Linked DNA regions of Mus musculus: all the other regions are linked to region 4. A link is a contact called in public Hi-C and promoter capture Hi-C data. All regions are on one chromosome and are shown on one strand. The core of a region is the stretch at or near the end of the contact, and the rest is flanking DNA. Distances in the headings are between cores, read along the strand shown. Region 1 holds the start of Rps28 (ribosomal protein S28). Region 2 holds the start of Marchf2 (membrane associated ring-CH-type finger 2). Region 3 overlaps Angptl4 (angiopoietin-like 4). Region 4 holds the start of Cyp4f15 (cytochrome P450, family 4, subfamily f, polypeptide 15).

Region 1 (2,700 bases), core at 116-2,615, 1.1 Mb before region 4:
AAAGTTAAATTTTTGCTTTCACAGCCTGACAAGAAAGATCTCTGCTCAATTCTCCAAGGAAAGTTCAAGAGAACAGCAAATTTAGGGTTGTTTTTTCACGTTTGTTTATTAGACAGGGGTTAACCTGGAACCCATCATGTAGATCAGGCAGGCCTTGAACTCAGAACTCAGCCTGCCTGTTTCCCGAGTGCTGGGATTAAAGACTGTACCACTATGGCCAGCCTTGGGTTTGGTGGAAGAATGTCAGGATGAAGGCAGCAAGCACGGCCTGCTCACCGCTTGGCGATCTCCTGGTAGCGCAGCTGTAGCTTCGCCTGCAGGTCTTGCTGTGGGAGGAGAGAAGAAGTCAGAAACTAGGGAACCCCAGGATAGGGTTAGCGAACAGAAGTAGCCAGTTAGGGTAAGTTTACAAGTCATGCATATGAAGAAAGGCAAGGGCATGGCTTACAAAACTTTAAGGCTAAGTTTCCAGCCTTTCCAAGATCTAACCTAAAAAGCCTTCCTTTTAAAGAAAATCTCCTCTGTATATGGGTCAATATACTAAACGTGCTTACCCTAACATTATGGGAATTCTCACCCAAACAGTTGCTTACTAAGCTCCAGTGCTAGATATACCTCCTTTCTTGGACCCTAAATTATCTCTCCTCTTATCCATCTCCAACCTCCCAGGAGCTGCAGAGATCTACAGCTTCCCTGACCTCTTTGTTTTCTTCCAAAATCTAAAAACTGGTCCTCAGCCTTCCAAAAACAGGGGCACAAGATTCCAAGCTGATAGCCGGGCGTGGTGGCGCATGCCTTTAATCCTAGTCGGGAGGCAGAGGCAGGCGGATTTATGAGTTCAAGGCCAGCCTGGTCTACAAAGTGAGTTCCAGGACAGCCAGGGCTACACAGAGAAACCCTGTCTCGAAAAAGAAAAACAAAAACAAAAACAAACAAACAAACAAAGATTCCAAGCTGATACGGGGGATGAGGAAACACCTGGTCTCACGTGGGAGACAAATGAGGCGAAGAGAGAAAGGGATAGGAAGAGGGGCGGGGCGGGGGGGAGCTAAAGCCAGGCAATCTAAGGCCAAGGAAATCCCAGTAACCCGGCCAAAAACATTTAGGACCTTGAGTCTGACTACTGGAGTCACAAATTCAGGGATCCTGGATTATCCACTGAACTAAGGAGATGTTAAGGGGGATAGGATTCAAGGGCGTACAGAACCCAAATCCTTCCCGGCCCGGATCGGAACAGCACACGCACCCCAGACGCCCAGTTCCGCAGCTTTTGGATAACGCGAGTAGCGGACGCCATATTCCTTCCGCTCCGAAGGACGCTGGTGACGACTCTGTCCCGAGGATTCCTGGGTACCGCGTGCGGTCTCGCGAGAGCGAAAGTGAGGCGTGGTCAGAGCCGACTATAAAAGGCATCCCCTGCTCACGTGACTCCTCTCCGCCAGATCGCCGCCATCATGGACACGAGTCGCGTGCAGCCCATCAAGCTGGCTAGGGTGAGGCGACTGCGGGTGTTTAGAAACCTGAATAAAGAGAGAAGAAAGCTGAACATGTCGAGCCTAACTTTCCCTTATTTCCTGTAGGTAACCAAAGTGCTGGGCAGGACCGGTTCGCAGGGACAGTGCACGCAGGTGAGTGATGGGAACATTCGGACCACTTCCTGGGGTCGGAGCGGAGTCCTCCCGAGTACCAGGATTATAACTGGATTTGGTGACGTTTAATTCTAGTAGCTAGGTTCAGGGAGGATATGACTTTGTAAGAAACGCGGATACCGTAGTAAGACTGCCTTTGAAAGCTTTGGTGGTTTTTTGTTGGGGGGGGGGGGGTGTTCTAGACAGGGTTTCTCTGTGTAACCCTGGCTGTCCTCGAACTGAGAAATCCGCCTGCCTCTGCTTCCCAAGTGCTGAGATTAAAGGCGCGGGCTACCACTGCCCAGCTAAAAGATTTGGTTTTTAAAGAGGTGGAGTTGGCGGGACCTGTGTGTCAGTAGTAGACTTGCTTACCATACAAAGAACCCGAAAAAACTTGAGTACTGAACTCAAAGCTAGTAATTAAAGATGTCTAAGGAAGTTCACTTGGAGTTCCAGTCAAGCTTAGGCTACAAAATGATCCAGTACCGAAAAAACCTGGGCCACTGTTGATAGTGTGCTTGCCTCGGTCCACCACATAGAACAAGAACGGTAGGGCATCTCACCTACTCCAGGAGACAGACAAGCCTAGGCTAAAGATGCCCTGACCGTTCGTTCCCCTGGCTTATACCCAGGTCTCCCATCACAGCTAATTAAGAAACTAAGGTAGGGGGACCCGTAGATCAGGGCCAGCCTGAAGTAAGTTGGAGGCACCCAGATAAAATTGTAAGTGGGGAGGGTGTTGTAATTCCAGAAGGATCACAGGATTTCAAGGTCAGATCAGGCTACAGAGACCCTATCATGTGAGTGATTCAATGCCTTTGGTCTGGCAAATGAGACCTTAAGAGTAACAAATGCTTGTAACTGCTGAACCATCTGACCTGACCAGCCCCTGTCCCAGGCTCTGGTCCATATTACCTTTCCACCCCACTAGTAAGTAGCAGCATTTAACTCTTGTATTGGGCTTGTAGGTGCGAGTGGAATTCATGGATGACACCAGCCGCTCTATCATCCGAAATGTCAAAGGCCCCGTTCGAGAGGGTGACGTGCTCACCCTATTGGAGTCAGAAAGAGA
Region 2 (2,700 bases), core at 151-2,650, 1.0 Mb before region 4:
AACCCAAACCAAACCAAATCAGCATCACCATAACCACCACCACCACCATGAAGCTTAAGGTGTGGCTCAGTGGTGGAGCACCTACCTAATGTATCAGGCTGCTGGCTCCATCACAGGCATTGTAAGAATAATAATTCATACTAATAACGTGGGGCTGTGGTGGCATATGCCTATAATCTTACGCTTGTGAGGGTGAGGCAGGACCTGGGCTACACAGTAAGACCTGTCTCTAACAAATAAGCAAACACAATGATTAAAAACCGCTAATGTTTGTCTCACAATATTTATATTAGTTAATGTGTCCCCAGGGTCTTGCACATGCCTGGACCATAATAATGCTTCCTACAGAATTTTGATCTTTTTGGTTTTCCTTCATATGGTTGGCCTTGCTTTCTGTGTAGTTGAGGGTGACCTTGAACTTCCTGGGTGCTGGGATTATAGGCATGTATGACCAAGCCCAGGGCTTTGTGTATGCTAGGCAAGTACTGCTAAGTGTTCTCTCACTGAAACCAGTGCTAGATTGGCAGACAGCAAACCCCAGCCATCTTCCTGTTTACACCATCTACAGCACTGAGGTTACAGGAGTTCGAGGCCCTATTCAGCTCTTTTATGTGGATGCTGGGGATTTTAACTCAGATCCTCATGTTTGCCATGCAAGAGCTCTTGCCCGCTGATCTATCTCAACAGCTCTTTCTACCATCTGTTGCTCCATTTTTTGAATGTATGTCTTGCTTGAATAATTGATGAGTAAATGATGATGGCTTTAGTTTCCTCCACAGAACTCTAACCCCTTTGGGCGGATTTCCTTCTGCAAAATGTGATCATAGCCACCCTAGGATTGGTAAGTGTGATAAAAATGTAGCTCAGTTCACACTGTTTGTGCCTAGCACGGAAGAAAAACTTCATTCCATTCTAGCTCCCGATAGAACTGGGAAGGTGGAGGCCAGAGGATCAGAGAGGTTATCCTTGGCTACAGAGTGAGTACGAGGTTAGCCTGATCTACATTAAAACTGTCTTTAAAAAACACAACAAACAAACAAACAAACAAACAAACAAACAAACAAACGGGGGCCGGGGGGAGCGGAGAAGAAGGCGGAAAGAAGTTATTTGGCAAGTGTGAAGTTGTTTACTTAAGCTCGCCTTTGTTCTGCTCCAGGCTCTGGCAGCAAGTCTACAGCCAGAGATTGGGATGGGGGAGGAGCTGGGATGAGGCGGGGTCCATTTTGGGGGTGGAGCCAGAACGCAGCAGGGGCGGAGTCAGAAGCTGCGGCGCCGCGGGGCCTGGACCGCCCAGGACGTCCCGTATTTTGAAGGCCCCACCTTCTTGGGCGGGGCGTGTATGCTGATTGGCAGATGATACTCAGAGGCAGTCTTCATTGGTTCGCCGTGCTGTCTGCTCGGCGGGCGGTGCCCGGACGCAGGTGCTCGCCGGAGCCGGAGCAAGCCGCTGCTGACGGGCCGGGCCGGGCCGGGACCCGGGCCAGGGAGAACCGAGGGGCCTGCGCGGTCGCCCGGCCCGGCCGCGGAACAGGTAGGCACGGAACAGCGAATGGGCCTGACCCGAGTATGTAGGCAGGTTTCCCAGGTTCCGGGTTCGAGCCTCCGGCTGAGTACTCGAGCGGGACAGATAGGGCGCTACCCTTGGCCTTACTTAGCCCTGCTCAGGACGCAGGCACCTCAATTATCATTTCAAGGTTGGTGAGAGGTCTCCGAGCCTCGCCACGCAGGAGAAACCTCTGTGAGCCTCGGTTTCCCCATCTAGGAAAAGTGGGTCATCTCGGAGCCAACATGATTTAGGAAATGGCTGATGAGAAAAGCGCCTGGCATACAGTAGGAGGTCAATAAGTGACTAATGTCACTCTGAAACCCTCTTCATAACGGTTCTGTTTGGGTGATTATTAACATTATAAAGAGTTGGGGCGCTTCACAAAAAGCTACTCAGTGCACTGTACTGAAAATGTTGTTTTTCAAACAGTAGTCAGGGACTGCCAAGATAGCTCAGCTGGTCAAGGTGCTTGTTGTCTGAGTTCAGTCTTGAGGTCTCATATGGTGAAAGAAAAACTGACAACAGAAAGTTGTCATTTGGACTCCATAGACACACCCTTGCATGAATATACACCACATACATATGCAAAAATACAAGCAAAATAAATATAATTGAAAACACTTTTTTTGTTTTGTTTTGTTTTTCGAGACAGGGTTTCTCTGTATAGCCCTGGCTGTCCTGGAACTCACTTTGTAGACCAGGCTAGCCTCGAACTCAGAAATCCGCCTGCCTCTGCCTCCCGAGTGCCAGGATTAAAGGTGTGCGCCACCATGCCTGGGGAAAACACTTTTAAAAAAACTCTGTAGTCAGAATTAATGTGGTTAGTGGGAAACATACTAGGTAGAAGTATTAAAAGTAATTCCTTTCATCTAAATGAGTAAATTGAAGTTCAGGGAAGTTAAAGCTGTTGCCCAAGGCCATACAGCAAATAGGAAGTAGAGCTTCTGGGATTAGAACTTAGTTTCTGGACTGGGGGTCTAGCTCAGTACTTGCCTAGCATGCACTAGGCCCTTGTTTTATCTCAGTACTGCCAAGAAAAACAACACACACACACACACACACACACACACACCCTAAAGTAAGAAAGAGATGGATGAGGCCCAGAAAAGCAAATTAACTTGAATCAAGACATACAGTATCAGTGACAGAGGCAG
Region 3 (2,700 bases), core at 107-2,606, 1.1 Mb before region 4:
AAAAAGGGAGGGGGGCATCAGCCTCTAACTCCTGAGTGTTGGGGTAACAGGCATGTGCCATTGTGCTCCTGAGGATCAATCCCACAATTCCATGTCTGGTAGGCAAGCACTGTAACAAATGAGCTACAGTACTAGCTCTTTTTCTGCTTCACTTATTCAGTCAGGATCAAATTATAAAGAGCAGGCTGGCCTCAAACTTCCTATCATACTGCTGAGCACTGTGACTACAAATTTCTACCCACAAACTGCTTCATAGTGTAGCTCATTTGGCAGAGAACCTACCTAACATGAGTGAAGGCCTAGGTTTCATTACCCATACCATATAAAACACACATGGTTGTGCAATGTCAACCATAGACTCAGAAAGAGGAGGCAGGTAAAGCAGACATTTTAAATTGTCTTTGGCCACGTGGAGAGTTTGAGGCCAGCCCGATAGGAGACCCCGTCACAAAACAAAAATAGGACTTATGAGATGGCTCAGCCAGTAACAGTGTTTGCCTACAATCCTGAAGACCTAAGTTTGATCTCCAAGACTCACATAGTAGAAAGAGATCACTGGCTCGCTCCCACAAGCTGTCCTCTGACCTTCATACCCACTGTGGCATGTACACCCACACACATATACACGGGAACACAAAGTAAATAAATGTAATAAATTCTAAAGGTGTAAAATCCAAAGTTCATCTTGTCTCCAACTGTGCTCTCTCTCTCTCTCTCTCCTCTCTCTCTCTCTCTCTCTCTCAGTATGGAAACCCAAGACCTTGACCACATCTCCTGTTCTTTAACCCTATAGGTGGCTGGTGGTTTGGTACCTGTAGCCATTCCAATCTCAATGGACAATACTTCCACTCTATCCCACGGCAACGGCAGGAGCGTAAAAAGGGTATCTTCTGGAAAACATGGAAGGGCCGCTACTATCCTCTGCAGGCTACCACCCTGCTGATCCAGCCCATGGAGGCTACAGCAGCCTCTTAGCCTCCTCACTGGAGCCTGGTTCCAGGCCTAAGAAGACAGTGACTTTGGTTGTGGCCCTGAGATTTGGCCATTCTCTGCTGGGGGCAGGAGCTCTAAGTAGGGCTATCTGCGTCTTGTGGACAAAGAAGAAGCCCGTAACTGGAGAGACTGGAGGACCCCTTTTCCGTGTTGGGGTCTGCAAGCATTGTTGTCTGAAACAGTCAGAGCAACAGGAAACAAATGGCCCAGATCCAGAAAACATGGGCTCGAGGGGCACTGAATATCACTTCTCGCCTACCAGAGAAGTTGGGGATGCAGAGGGACCACTACAGTCCAACTAGCTGGGCCCTTAATGGCGGACTCAGTCATATTGACTGACTGGAGACAGGGTGCCAGGAGCCCTGGATACACTCATGGTGCTGTTGTAGGTGCTGTGGATGCACAGGTGCTAACTGTGGTTCCCAGGCACAGCTCACAGCATTCTTACAATAAAAACAACCTCAGAACATTTTGTTCTCTGTTGTTTCATTTGATTTTTCAAAGTGAATAGTTTCAAAGTTCAAGTAAACATGTTCCTCGGACATCGTATTCCCAGATCCGTTAAGGACAGAACTGGTTGGCTATTCCTTCCCAGTGATTTCAGCTTCCTTCTTTTAGTATTTCATGATGTGAGCCTCTCTTGTTTATATTTCAAAATCTCAAAACAGGTCCAGGGAGATGGCTCAGTGATTAGGAACATTCGTTCTTCCAGAGGGCCTGGGTTTGGTTCCCAGCCTTTACATAGCAGCTAACAATAGCCTATAACTCTACTTCAAGGGGGTCCAATGCCGCCTCTGACCTCTACTGGCTCCTGTACAAATGTGATAATATGCAAATATTTAGGCACTCATATAGAAAAGAAAGTATTGTTTAAAAAACAGAGTTAGGGAAATGGCTTAATGATTCCAAACACTTGCTGTCTAAGCCTGGTGACTGAGTTCAAGCACCCAAAAGGTCAAAGGACAGAACAGATTCCGCAAAGTTGGCCTTTGACCACCACATACAAGCCATGGCACTTGGGCTGTCACACAGATATATACACAATAATTGTTTTTTTTTTAATTTTTAAAAGTTAAAAATCATATAACTCATGCAGTCCAATCATTAGGGAAGTTGGTGATAGAGACAAGTAAAAAGTCTTTCTGATCAGTACTCGGTGGGGTACACACAGATCTCCAGCCCCTGGGAGCTGGACATAGGAGCTTTGCAAACTCTAAGCCAGACTAGGCAATACAACAAGATCCTGTATCACAAACAGGGTGAGTACTGTAGATGTAGCTCAACTGGACATACGAAGCATGCACAGACCCTGGGTTCTTTCCCAGCAGCACTGCATAAATAAAGTATAGCGCTAGATAACACTGTAATGCTCGTATTTGGGAGGTGGAGGCATGAGGATTAGAAGTTGAGGTAACCTGGGCTACAAGAAAGAAAAAGAAGAGAGAAAAGCAAAATGAGATGAAGTTAATTTTAGAAATCTAAACCCGATGTCATATTCCATACTTGTAATTTCAGCACTTGGGGAGCTGAGGCAGGGGGACCAGAATTACCATGAGTTTGAGTCCAACTTAGGCTATATAGTAAGACCTTGACTAATAAAAACAAAGACGTTAAAAAAGTATTTATTTGTTTGATTGCTTATGTATTTATTTATTCATCATTTATACACGTGGGCAAACTTCTGCCTTGACGCTTGTACAAAGTTCA
Region 4 (2,700 bases), core at 117-2,616:
GTGCAAAAGGTCTGCAGAGCAGGGACTAGTCAACTCCAGGACAAGAGGGGACCACTAATTCTCTAGGAGGGCAGAAACTCCTACCTGTGAGGCCCCATGCTCTCACCAAACATCACCCTGCGTATGATGTCACTGATGTGTACAGATGTTGTGAGCTTCGGTGTTTGCAAGTGAAGCAACTGAGACCGAGTCACCCAAAGGCAAGAACAGACTTGGTCAAAATCTAAGGCACGGGGTCAAGGAATGCTTACGGGAGGGTGAAGAGACAACTCTTATCTCAGTTGGGCAACAGGACTCAATGGTCCATCTTAGGGAAGAACTGACAGCTTTTAAGTAAAAAGTGCTTCAGGAACAAGAGGCAGGAAGACAACCCATAACTCTCCTGCTTCATGGGTGGTAGGAGAGGAATACCAGAGATTACCCCCAGGCAAACATGGAAACCCTGATATGGATTGACAGAAAAATGGCATTGACGTTGGACAGAGCTTCCCAAGAGGCCTCAAGTCCAGCAGACAATGAGGGAACCCCAGGGGTCCTCACTCTGTATTGTCTACCTTGGAAGTGTCCACCAGTGTAAGAAAGATGGACTAGAAATTAATCCAGAGCAAAGTAGGGGTGGAGGCAGGGACATGAGAAAAGCTAGTGAAGGATGCTGGAGGACTTCAGACCCATCCCCTGAGGTCCATTCCTGGTCCATTCTCTCCAAAATACAAGACCCACAATATATTGCTGCACTCACCATGCCTAGGTGACCCAAGAACCAATTCCATTTGGGGGGTTGAGGGAAATCACAAAGATGATGATATGTTCTGTAGAAGATATAGGTCTGAGTCAGGACACGGGCCAAGAGCCAGGAAGCTCCGATCAGCAGCAAAAGCAGCCATGGTGAGGATGCCTCCAGCCTCAGTCCCAGCCAAGACAGGTCCAACTGTGGCATCCTGTGGGGCAAATGGACAGACAGTGAGACTGGGAGGTTGGAAGAAGGTTGGGGCCATCAGGCATAATGGACCAGGGATATGAATAATGAAGGCTGTTTGTAGGAGGAGAGATCCATGGGGTGGAAATAGGCAGTAATATGGAGGAAGAGGAGGTGGAGGTAGAGGAGGAGGAGGAGGAGGGAGAGAGGGAGAGAGGGAGAGAGGGAGAGACCCAAAATTCCTGAATGAAACTGCCAGGAGATGTTACCTGAAAAACCCCATGTCTGAAGCCAACAGGATCACTCTGACTTTTTGGCTTCAGATAGCTGGTTATCTAGAAATAAGCAGCCAGGTTCAGGCTTAGAGTTCTCTTTAACCTACTCTTAGCCAGGCACCTTCTCTCAGGAACAGTGAGTTTCCCACGGTTCTCCTTCCTTTAGAGTTTCTTTGTTCCTGGCTTCTGCTCTGAAGGAGGCTGAGCTCAGTTGTGTCAGCCAATCCTTCACAGGCCCAACTGCCTCCTCCCCTCTGGGGCAGAAGGCCAAAAGGAGGGGGTTGGGTCAGCAGGGTACAGAGTGAAATCAATTCAGGGTCACAGCATGAACACCAGAGCCTTAGAACTTGTTCCCTCTCACATCATGGGGGAGGGCGGGGGGTGGGGGGGTGGGATGGAGGATGGGCATGGGGATGGAGGTTGAGGGCAGGAGAGATTTGGGAGCAAAACTCTGAGGTTAGCAGAGGTAAGTCTGAGTCTAACATCCACAGCCAAGTAGGGGTATCCCTACGCGTCAGAGACTCGTCAGAGACGACAGTGTATCTAGCAAAATCATTAACAGGAATTCTCCTGCTAGGAGAATGCAACCAGGCCAGGCTTGGTCACAGACCATCTCCCAAAGTCCTCTGCACTGGACTGCACTCACAGCATGTACCTTTTTTTTTTTTTAAATACACAATATTTTATTAATTTGTTGTTGAGAATTTTATGCATAAAATGTGTTTTGATCAGACTTGCCTCCTACTCTCCCGCTTAATTCCTTCCAGATTGGCTCCTTACCCACACCCCTCCCTTTTTTTTTTTTTTAAATAACTTACTGATTCAAATAGGTGTAGTGCCTATCAGGGACAAAAGGCTTACCAGTGATCAGACCCTCAGAGAAAGCTGACTCTCCCACCACCATCAGCTGCCAATAACTCCTCAACTAGGGGCTAGGGCTCACCATCCCTTCCCCAGTGCTGGAATGTTGGTTATCTTGAGCTTGGTGTTATCTTGGGTTCACTGCAGCGTCTGTGAGCTCACTAGAGCAGAGGTCCTACCATACCCAGAAGGCATTGTTTGGTCCTATTCTTCTAGACTTCTGGCTCTTACAGTCATTTCGCTCCAACTTCCACAAAAATCCTTGAATCTTGTGGGGCCCATGTGGGCGTGGTATAGTTTCACTTAGAGACAAGTTCTGCTCACTGCACAAAGAAACTTCTCTCATGGGGTCTGAGACCTGCATGTAGCCTTTCATGGCACAAAACTGGGAGGTCCAGGATGCCTCTGCCTACCAGCTACACAGTCAGGCAAAATTCAAATGCTGCTCTGAAGCAGCTCAGGGTCTGGAGAGAGCCACTACTCTCTGGAGCAGCAAAAAGGAGTACAGCCCAATGACCAAGTCCCCAGGTCAGATGCCAGGAGTCAGCAGCTCAGCTGGGAGAACATAACTTAGGTTGACCTATATGTGAACTGAGACATGGTGAGAGGGAGGAGACATGTGATGTTGAGGTGGAGAGCAGCCCTGAG

Evidence for each region. Promoter capture Hi-C pulls out the DNA fragments that hold promoters and counts their contacts. A called contact is a pair of places that touch in the nucleus more often than the background predicts.
Region 1: a promoter capture Hi-C map of liver shows a contact between it and region 4, with 5 times the contacts expected there. The contact joins the promoter of Rps28 here to the promoter of Cyp4f15 in region 4. A contact is called at or near these places in 2 of 39 promoter capture datasets (hippocampal neurons and liver) and 1 of 115 datasets of contacts at active chromatin or transcription factors (embryonic midbrain).
Region 2: a contact with region 4 is called in a promoter capture Hi-C map of hippocampal neurons, with 4 times the contacts expected there. The contact joins the promoter of Marchf2 here to the promoter of Cyp4f15 in region 4. A contact is called at or near these places in 4 of 39 promoter capture datasets (cranial neural crest, hippocampal neurons, liver and 1 more) and 1 of 9 other capture datasets (embryonic stem cells).
Region 3: a Hi-C map of liver shows a contact between it and region 4, with 2.9 times the contacts expected there. The contact joins the enhancer-like site here to the promoter of Cyp4f15 in region 4. A contact is called at or near these places in 2 of 39 promoter capture datasets (hippocampal neurons and liver), 1 of 484 Hi-C or Micro-C datasets (liver) and 1 of 9 other capture datasets (embryonic stem cells).

What each region holds. Positions count from the first base shown.
Region 1 is chr17:33,823,227-33,825,926 of GRCm38.p6, reverse strand. Rps28 (ribosomal protein S28) reads left to right here and starts at 1,365. Exons shown (of 4, transcript NM_001355384.1): 1 at 1,365-1,493; 2 at 1,581-1,628; 3 at 2,597-2,700. The coding sequence starts at 1,455. It overlaps Ndufa7 (NADH:ubiquinone oxidoreductase subunit A7), which reads right to left and starts at 1,355. Exons shown (of 4, transcript NM_023202.4): 1 at 1,247-1,355; 2 at 277-326. The coding sequence starts at 1,297.
Region 2 is chr17:33,717,377-33,720,076 of GRCm38.p6, reverse strand. It overlaps Marchf2 (membrane associated ring-CH-type finger 2), which reads left to right and starts at 1,400. Exons shown (of 5, transcript NM_001252480.1): 1 at 1,400-1,531.
Region 3 is chr17:33,773,662-33,776,361 of GRCm38.p6, reverse strand. Angptl4 (angiopoietin-like 4) reads left to right here. Exons shown (of 7, transcript NM_020581.2): 7 at 794-1,462. The coding sequence ends at 975. Among named protein-coding and RNA genes, the nearest start is that of Angptl4, 6.6 kb to the left of the region's middle. Within about 2 kb of position 1,356, at least 8 of the 459 cell types and tissues checked have an H3K27ac peak or open chromatin away from gene starts, as enhancers often do. A contact at or near this core is called in liver, where this site is marked.
Region 4 is chr17:32,684,297-32,686,996 of GRCm38.p6, reverse strand. Cyp4f15 (cytochrome P450, family 4, subfamily f, polypeptide 15) reads right to left here and starts at 1,366. Exons shown (of 13, transcript NM_001346538.1): 1 at 1,186-1,366; 2 at 740-938. The coding sequence starts at 1,199.